Regions from separate parts of the Pan troglodytes genome. Here region 1 is linked to region 2. The links are chromatin contacts, called in public Hi-C maps. All regions are on one chromosome and are shown on one strand. Each heading gives the region's core, a stretch centred on a gene start, on an enhancer-like site or on the middle of the called end of the contact. The rest is flanking DNA. Distances are from core to core; before and after follow the strand shown. Region 1 has its middle 370 kb from the start of MAN1A1. Region 2 holds the start of FAM184A (family with sequence similarity 184 member A).

Region 1 (5,073 bases), core at 1,916-4,415, 570 kb after region 2:
TAGAAGGTCAGTTTAGGTACTTAGGTACTTAGGGCTATGAGCTTTCCTCTTAGCACCACCTTTGCTGTATCCCAGAGGTTTTGATAGATTGCATCATTATTGTCATTCAGTTCGAAGAATTTTTTAATTTCCATCTTGATTTTTGTTTTTTCCCTAATGATCTTTCAGCAGCAGGTTATTTAATTTCCATGCATTTGCATGGTTTTGAGGATTCCTTTTAGAGTTGATTTACAGTTTTATTCCACTGTGTTCTGTAAGAGTGCTTGATATAATTTCAATTTTTTAAAATTTATTGAGGCAAATTTTGTGGCCAATCATATGGTCTATCTTGAAGAAACTTCCATGCACTATTGAATAAAGTGTGTATTCTGTGGTTGTTGGATAAAATGTTCTGTACATACCTGTTAAGTCCATTTGTTCCAAGGTATAGATTAAACCCATTGTTTCTTTGTTGACTTTCTGTCTTGATGACCTGTTTAGTGCTGTCAGTGGAATATTGAAGTCTGCCACTATTATTTTGTTGCTGTCTATCTCAATTTTAGGTCTATTAGTAATTATTTTATAAATTTGGGAGATCCAGTGTTAGGTGCATATATATTTACAATTGTGATATCTTCCTGTTGGACAAGGCCTTTTACCATTATATAATGTCCCCCTTTGTCTCTTTTAACTGCTGTTGCTTTAAAGTTTGCTTTGTCTGACATAAGAATAGCTAACCCTGCTCACTTTTGGTGTCCATTTGTGTGAAATCCCTTTACCCCTTTGCTTTAGGTTTATGTGAGGTTTTGTGTGCTAGGTGAGTCTCCTGAAGACAGTAGATAGTTGGTTGGTGAGTTCTTATCCATTCTGCAGTTCTGTATCTTTTAATTGAAGTATTTAAGCCATTTACATTCAATGTCAGTATTGAGATGTGAGGTACCATTCCATTTATCGTGCTATTTGTTACCTGTGTACCTCTTTTTGTTGTTGTTGTTGTTGTTTTTGCTAATTAACTTGTATTTTTGTTTTATAGGTCCTGTGTGATTTATGCTTTAAAGACGTTCTGTTTTGATGTGTTCCCAGGATTTGTTTCAAGATTTAGAGCTCCTTTTAGCAGTTCTTGTCTTGGTGGCTTGGTAGTGGCAAATTCTCTTAGCCATTTGTTTGTCTGAAAAAGACTGTATCTTTCCTTCATACATAATGCTTAGTTTTACTGGATACAAAATTCTTGGCTGATAATTATTTTGTTTGAGGAGGCTAAAAATAGAGCCCCAATCATTTCTAGCTTATAGGGTTTCTGCTGAGAATTCTGCTGTTAATCTGATAGGCTTTCCTTTGTAGGTTACCTTGTGCTTTTGTCTCAGAGCTCTTAAGATTCTCTCCTTTGTTGTAACTTTAAATAACTTGATGACAATATGCCTAGACAACGATCTCTTTGTGATTAATTTCACAGGTGTTCTTTGTGCTTCTTGTATTTGGATGTGTACGTCTCTAGCAAGGCCGGGGAACTTTTCGTCGATTATTCCCCCAAATATGTTTTCCAAAATTTTAGATTTCTCTTCATCCTCAGGAACACCGATTATTCTTAGGTTTGGTCATTTAACATAATCCCAGACTTCTTGGAGGCTTTGTTCAGATTTTCTTATTCTTTTTTCTTTGTCTGTGTTAGATTGGGTAAATTTGAAGGCCTAGTCTTCAAGCTCTGAATTTCTTTCTTCTACTTGTTCAGTTCTATTGCTGAGACTTTCCAGAGCATTTTGCATTTCTATAAGTCTGTTCAATGTTTCCTGAAGTTTTGATTGTTTTTTCTTTATGCAATTATTTACTTGAATATTTCTCCCTTTACTTCTTGTATCATTTTTTGAATTTCCTGGCATTGGACTTTGTTTTTCTCTGGTGCCTCCCCGATTATCTTAATTACTAACCTCCTGAATTCTTTTTCAGGTAAATCAGGGATTTCTTCTTGGTTTGGATCCATTGCTGGTGAGCTAGTGTGATTTTTTGGGGGTGTTTTGTCATATTACCAGAGTTGGCTTTCTGTGTGTGTGTGTGTGTGTTTTTTTTTCACATTTGGCTTGGCTCTGTCAGAGGGAAGGTCTAGGGCTGAAGGCTGTTTTTCAGATTCTTTTGCTCCATGATGTGTTCCCTTGATGTAGTGCTCTCCCACTTTTCCTATGGATGTAGCTTCCTGGGAGCTGAGCTGCAGTGATTGTTATCTCTCTTCTGGGTTGGCCAGCCAGCAAGTCTGCCAGGCTCTGTGCTGGTACTGGGAGTTGTCTGCACAGAGTCCTGTGATGTGAACTGTCTATTGGTCTCTCAGCCATGGATACCAGCACCTGATCCAGTGAAGGTGGCAGTGGGGTGAAATGGACTCTGTAAGGGTTCTTAGCTTTGGTGGTTTAATGTTCTATTTTTGTGCTAGTTGGCCTCCTGCTAGGAGGTAGCGCTTTCCAGAGAGCATCAGCTTTGCTAATATGGAGAGGAACTGGGGTTGAGCAGGGCCCTAGAACTCCCAAGAGTATATGCCCTTTGTGTTCAGCTTCCAGGGTGGGTAGGGAAGGGCCGTCAGGTGGGGGTGGGGCTAGGCATGTCTGAGCTCAGGCTCTGCTTTGGTGGGTCTTGCTATGGCTGCTGTCAGAGTTGGGGGTGAGTTTTCCAGGTCAACAGAGTTGTGTACCTAGGAGATTATTGCTGCCTTTGCTGAGTCATGCAGGTTGTCAGGGGAGTGGGGGAAAGCTGGCAGTCACAGGCTTCACCCAGCTCCCACACAATCTGAAGAGCTGGTCTCACTCCCACTGTGCCACCTCCAACAGCACAGAGTCTGTTTCCAGGCAGCAGGCAAGCAGGGCTTGAGAACTTTCCCCAGGCTACCCGCCTCCCAGCTGTGAAAGAAAAGGACTTTAGTTCTTCCCCCACCTGTGGAATCTGCAGGCTGGATTCATGCCCTCCAGCAAGTTCTGGCCAGGAGGCTTCTCACCTGGTTCAAATTGTTACAAAGTTCAGCTGGAGACTTCCTTCTCCCTGTGGCATTTTCCCCATACCTCTGGACACCCTCCTGAAGGATCCCTGTGGTGCCAGGCATGAATGGCCTGCTTGGGGACCCAACGAGTTCCCAGGACCCTTCCTGCTGCTTCTTCTACCCTTGTATTTTGCTTGGCTGTCTAAATTGACTCAGCTCCAGGTAAGGTCAGAAACTTCTGCAAACCTTCCGTTTCCCCAGTAGGGGTGTGTGTTCAGGAGCAGAGGATCTCCCTTTTCTACTTCCACAGTTTGGGCACTCACAGTATTTGGGGTGTCTCCCAGGTCATGCAGGATCACTCTGCTTCCTTCAGAGGGTCTGTGGGTCCTCTGGGGATTCATGGTTTGTTCTTGCAGTCATTCTGGAGCTAAAATTCACGATGCGAGCCTCCGCATGCCGCTCTGAGTCGGAGCTGCAATCTAGACCTGCCTCTCAATCCACCGTGATGATCTCCTTAATTGCTGCTGCTCACCTCCTGCTATGCAGCTCAGTTCCTAACAGGACACAGACTGGTACAGATCTGTGGCTTGGGGGTTGGGGACCCACAATTATGGAGGTTGAGAAGTTCCTAGGATCTGCAGACAGCAAGCTGGAGACCTGTGAGAGCCAGAGATGTAAATTCCAGTCTGAGTTCAAAGTCCTGAGAACCAGGAGAGTTGGTGGCAGTCTCAGAGAGTAGGAGAAAACTGATGTCCCAGCTTAACTGTCAGGCACAAAGAGAGCGTGAATTATTTCTTCCTCCATGTCTTTGTGCTATTTTGGGCCCCAGTGGCTTTAATATTTGGAGAAGTGAGCAGGATTTAGCTATATGAATTCTTTCTACTTTGCTAAATCAAACACATAATTGCACAAATTCAGATATAGTCTGTTTTTACTTCTAAAAAGTTTTTCAAAGCCAGGCTTAAGCCATGTATGAATAAGATAAACCTACGTCATTGAACAATCTTCTCAACCCTTTTGAAACATACATTGTTACCCATGTGAATTAGAAGATTGCCTGGACAGCTGTAAATTTAGAAAATCATGTTTTAAAATGTTTTTAGAATTTATCTATGAATGTAATAAATGTTGGGCAAGTTTGAAACATTTAACCTCTATTAATACTTAAATAATTATCATCTCCAGGCTAATTTTTATCACCATATATCTATAACTGTATATACATCTATTTTTATATTAACAATTTTATAAATGTGTGTGCAGTAGTCCTCTCTTATTCTCAGTTTTGCTTTCCTCACTTTCATTTTCTGCAGTTTCAGTTACCTGTGGTCAACTGTAGCCTGAAAACATTAAGTGGAATGTTTCAGAAATAAACAGTTCTTAAGTTTTAAATTGGATGTCATTCTGAGTAGGGTGATGACATTTAGCAGTTCTCACCTGGGACATGAATCTTCCGTTTGTCTACAGAATAGCCATAGTCGCTTAGAAGCCATCTTGTTTATCAGACCAACTGTCTGGGTATCTCAGTGCTAAATTAAATTGCTTGACATAAGGTTTGCTGGAGGAGATCCAGAATTAGACATTAATTATTTTTAGAAATTAGGCTTTGTAACTATAAAATAGTTATATTATTCAAATGTATGTACTGATTTTTTCAAAATGAGAGCATGCTATAGATGCACGTAATCTTTGCACATACATTAACATTGTCATATTTAATATACATCCAATACTTGTTCTAACTTATGAGAACTCAAACATTTTTCTTTTATAATTACTGCTTTTTATGTCATGTTTACATTTTTGCATCTATAATATAATGGTGTGTAATATAAAGTTGTATAATGTGTTACACTATATAAATATTTATCTCTATATGCCTATAGCACTTACATGGCTTTACTTTTAAATTTAATTTGTGATTCTTTTTAAATTTATTTTTGGGTAGAATAGAGCGGAACCTATCTGATTATTTTCTATATTGCTCAACAATTGTCCCAACTCCATCATTAAATTATTCTTTTCCTGTGTCAATTTAAGAAGCCATTTTTATCTTGTACCGAATTTTTATATATTTGTGTTGCTGTTCTCTCTTTTGAAGGTACCATACTTTCTTGATTATGATAAATTGAGAC
Region 2 (4,963 bases), core at 259-2,758:
TGCTATCTCTGGTGACAATCCAGGAAGCTGAACAATAACTACTGTAACAATCAGCCAAAAATGGCCAGGACCTGATTAATAACCGACAACTTCCCTAACTTTTGTCACCATTTTAAATTTAGGAACAACCAGAGAAAGCCAAATCTGTACCTACCCCTAACCAATCACACAGTGTGCCCTGCTTCCAGTTAGCCCACCTGCAGCTTCCCCAGGCCAACAGCCTCCCATCAGGGCACACCTCAAGACTTCCCTTTTTTTCCACTCTAAAGCTTTCCCAGTGCTTTGCCTGTGATGGGGTCTCTGACAAAATGCAAGTGATGGTGGCCAACTTCATTGCTATAGCAAGCTCAGAATAAATAGCCTTTGCTTTTTCTCATTTGGTTGGTCTTTGTCTATTTCCATGGAACCTATAACCTGCTTACTGTCAACCCACCCACCCTAGTTCCCTGCCTAGCAATGAAACTCCATACCTCAACTTCTCCTATATGGACAAGATTTCTTCCTCTGCTGGGAAGAAGATCGTGGCCAGGAGAGTGTCAGCAGAAGCAGTTTCCTGGGAAAGAGCCCAGGCAGGGCTTGGCTGGACTTCTGGTGGTCTCCTGAGTGAGGTGCATGGAATGCCTGTCTTCTTCTAAGAGCCAGTGACCAGGGAAGACTGTAACTGGGTTTTAGCTCCAGTTGCTATTTTATTTCCCAGTCCCACCTACCCCACGAGAGCTGGAGCCTAGCCACATTCTTCTCAGTGATGAAAGTGTTGCATATGAACCCAAGCCCACTAGCATGGCCCTAACCCCCACTGGGTAAATGTCCTCTCTGCCAGCTGCCTGTCCCCACGGCCAAGTCCAACTGTCTGGATTCTCTTTGTCCCGCCCCTGCTCTGTCTGCAGGGAGCCTCTCAGCTCTTTCTTTCTTAACCCCTTCCCCAGCACACTATTGCTGCCTGCATCAGATGTGTGACTAGCCAGCACTGTTCTACAAGCCTCCCAGCACCATGAAACTGGAATCATTCAGTCATCCTGCCAGGCTTAGATCCAGCAGAATTTTTGAACAGATTGAGAAGTGGCCACATGATGGCACTATAAACCTAGCAATGCCCTCAGAAAGTTGGCAAACTGCAAAGCTCCAGGGAGTCAGGATCTGTATTTTTTTTTTTTTTAATGAATGTCAGAAAAGTGAAAACTGGTAATGGTCAATAGCCCCCAGAAAATCTTGATCTTATTTTGCTAAGGATTCTTCCTGATCAATGGCCATTTGTTTTTGACACTTGCCAAACATTAGCTATCCCTCTTCAGCACGCATCCCACCGCCCAATGCTGTCTTCGCTTTGTACTCAACGCATGCACATTTCTGTTCTAAATAGTCTGCCGGTTGCTATGAACACAAAAATAGACACACAAAGATTTAAGAAAGATGGAAATGTCTTACCTAAGCATGAGTGAAATGATTTCTTCTTTTGTTTTGGTCCATCATTATGCTAAATAAACGGAAGCCTTTTCCCTCTTCACACGCAGAGCTGAGCCAATCACAGGCACAAATGAAAATTGCCTATCTCTAGAAACAAATCCCTTGGCCGTCCTGGTTGATTAGTCATTACACATTTACATAGCACAGAAAAGGTTGCCCAGGTAATCATACAAACATTTGATATTTTCCCATGCCTTCTCTTGGCTGATCCAAATTCTTTGGAATTGAGATTTGTTTTGTGTACCCTTTTAAAAATGAGCACTGTGAGATTTACTCAGACCTCTGATTTTTTCATGTGAGTGAATCATAGCCTGGTATGCCCTGAGCTTTGCATGAAAGGCAGCACAGCACAGTGGAGAAAATACATCTTCAGGCTCAAGTGGTGATGGGTAGTGGCCGGGGGCAACCTGAGTCCTGGCTCAACTCTTTCTTGCTTTCTTGGCCAGCTGCTCTCTACTTCTTTGACTTTCAATTTGCTTATCTGTGAACTGGGATAAAGAGTACTGAACTTCTAAATTTGTTTAGGGGACTAAATGAGATAATGTAATGTATGTAATAGGTGTTCAACCAAGGGTAGCTAGTATTCTTCTGAGTAGAGTGGATGACTCCAGTGTGTAACCTATGGCCAAGCAACTGAAAGGTGGAGAAAGTTCCTCATGCTCTTTTGGAAATCTCATGTGGTGATTAAGAGCAGGTTTTTTGCATCAAACTGTCTGCATCCATACCCTAGTTCTACTATCTGTGTAGTAGATGCAATAGAAAAGCATAAGCAAAGCTTTCTAAGTCTCACCGTCTTGGTTTGTAATGTCAGTAATCATAGCCCCTGCCTCATGATGCTGGTGTGAGCCTGAATGAGACAATGCATGTGTTAGGGGTTGGTTTGTGTCCCAGAAAACGTGTTGAAGTCCAAACACCCAGTACCTGTAGGGTGACCTTATTTAGAAATAGAGTCTTTGCAGATGATCAAGTTAACATGAAGTCATTAGAGTGAGCCCTAGTTGAGTGCAACTAATGTGCTTATAGAAACAGGAAATTTGGACACAGAGGTGCCCACACAAGGAGAACACTGTGAAGATGAAGGCACAGATCAGGATGAGGCATCTGTAAGCTAACAAATGCCCAAAATTGCCAACAAACGATAAGATGCTAGGAGAGAGGTATGGAACAGGTTCTCCCCGACAGCCCTCAGAAGGAACCAGCACTACTGACACATTGATCTTGGACTTCTAGCCTCCAGAACCGTGAGACAATACATTTCTGTTGTTTAAGCTCCCAGTTGGTGGTGCTTTGTTATGGCAGCCCTAGCAAACTAATATAGCATGGATGTATGTGACCCAGGGCATGCCTCCTAGTAAGCAGCCAGTAAATGTTCGACACTATTGCTGTTGATGTGGCTAGTGGGATCTCCACTTTATCTTTTTTATTTATTTATTTTTTTTGAGATGGAGTCTTGCTCTGTCACCATGCTGAAGTACAGTGGCATGATCTTGGCTCACTGCAACCTCTGCCTCCCAGGTTCAAGCGATTCTCCTGCCTCAGCCTCCAGAGTAGCTGGGAATATAGGCGCACACCACCATGCTCAGCTAATTTTTGTATTTTTAGTCGAGACGGGGTTTCACCATGTTGGCCAGGATGGTCTCAATCTCTTGACCTTGTGATACGTCCACCTCAGCCTCCCAAAGTGCTGGGATTACAGGCGTGAGCCACTGCGCCCGGCCACCACTTTTTCTAACCAGTAGCTTCACACAGGAATATTCCCAGCTGGTTTCTCCTACCTGTTACTAGAACCCACTTTTCACTGTGATGCTTAAACGTGTGCAGAAAAGAAAAGAATATCCAAAAGCAGATTTCGATCAAGCTGTTGTTTAGATTTTTGGACCATTTAAATACCTTGAGCAGAGATTATTAAATAGAAAGGCCAGTGTATAAAGAATGGTTTTATACAAGGTGAGGGTAGAACCAGACAACACTCATGATTACATTGCGAGGCGTTTTGGCAGATGTCAGATCCATGGCTAACACAAGACAAACCAGCAGTACCGAGTGTGGGGACGTGGATTCCTGATTTGCTGTTCACGCATCTCTGGGGAGGGGAAGTTCACCTCATGAAAGGCACATGATTCATAGCAGGGCTCCTTGGTGGCTGCTTTTTTTTTAACACTTGTTCTGCAGCAGCACAAAGGAAACAGTTTTATTCTTTAATTACTTGATATGAACTGTCTCGCTGATGACAACTGTGCAGAAGTCTTGCAGAACCTATCTGGCCTGTAACTTGAGTTTGGATCTTGGCATCCTAACTGTCTGTAAGCCATCAGAGTCTCTAAAACCACCTACACAGCAGAGAAGCCTGTACAGCTCCTGACTCATAGAAGGGTTCAATAATAAGTATTCGGTGTTAGAATAAATGAGCTGTGGACCAGGCGCCGTGGCTCACGCCTGTAATCCCAGCACTTTGGGAGGCTGAGGCGGGTGGATTGCCTGAGCTCAGGAGTTGGAGACCAGCCTGGGCCACGTGGGGAAACCCCATCTCTACTAAAATACAAAAAAAAAAAAAAAAAAAAAAGATTAGCTGGGTGTGGTGGCGCATGCCTGTAATCCCAGCTACTGAGGAGGCTGAGGCAGGAGAATTGCTGGAACCCAGAAGGCAAATGTTGCAGTGAGCTGAGATAGTGCCACTGCACTCCAGCTTGGGCAACAAGAGTGAGACTCCATCTCCAAAAAAAAAAAAAAAAAAAAAAAAAGCTGCAAAAATAAATACATATTTTACTAATACTTGATTCTGGGACATAAAGATCATTAGGACAGCTTTATAGGAAAATATGCTTTTAAAGTTTGAGGTAGGAAGCCTTGGTGGTCTTTTTTTTCTGGAGAAATTAAAATTTCAAGCATTTCATTCCTCTCATACATGCTGTGTACAAACCATCCCTAGAAATGAACTGTCTGGAGTATTTTATTTCTTAATTAATCCAGTTTTGCTATTTGGTATAAATAGGATGATGTTCAGGCTGAATGAAAGAACAGGAAAGTTTAGGGGATACAATTCAAGGAGGAGTTTCAACTCCCTCCACATCTGCTGCTCTATTTTGCTTTAAATTAGATTTTAAAATTAATTTAATTTTTCATTTGAAACTGCTGCGCTCTCCCCCATCTCTCTTTCTTTTCTTCCAGTAACTGGTCCTCCTCTCTGTGGCCCTGGTACTTCCCAGAGCAAACACTGCATCATCTGACAGTTCTTTTTCCATCTTTTTTTTTTTCATTACTTAGCCAGACTGGTAATTTATTAGTAAGAAGAAGATGGTATCAGCTGACAGGACTAGGCTTATGGGCATATGAGAAAGACAAAGATCTCTCTCGCCAATTATAGAAATTCCAAGTTCTGATCCACTTCTTTCTAGCAAGCACCACCCTCTTTTAACATGAAAAGACTCAAAACGCAACAGTACATAATTTGACACGTCACCTTAACTTCTGCATCTGGAAAACTGAGACACAACATGGG

What was found. Hi-C and Micro-C count contacts between places; a contact is called where the count stands out from the background.
Region 1: a Hi-C map of induced pluripotent stem cells shows a contact between it and region 2, with 2.8 times the contacts expected there. The contact joins the enhancer-like site here to the promoter of FAM184A in region 2. A contact is called at or near these places in 3 of 7 Hi-C or Micro-C datasets (blood, induced pluripotent stem cells and stem cell-derived neural progenitor cells) and 1 of 1 other capture datasets (stem cell-derived neural stem cells).

Annotation. Positions count from the first base shown.
Region 1 is chr5:131,615,131-131,620,203 of NHGRI_mPanTro3-v2.0_pri, forward strand. No RefSeq gene overlaps it. Among named protein-coding and RNA genes, the nearest start is that of MAN1A1, 370 kb to the left of the region's middle. Within about 2 kb of position 3,166, at least 2 of the 24 cell types and tissues checked have an H3K27ac peak or open chromatin away from gene starts, as enhancers often do. A contact at or near this core is called in induced pluripotent stem cells and stem cell-derived neural stem cells, where this site is marked.
Region 2 is chr5:131,044,115-131,049,077 of NHGRI_mPanTro3-v2.0_pri, forward strand. FAM184A (family with sequence similarity 184 member A) reads right to left here and starts at 1,509. Exons shown (of 16, transcript XM_063813399.1): 1 at 1,426-1,509.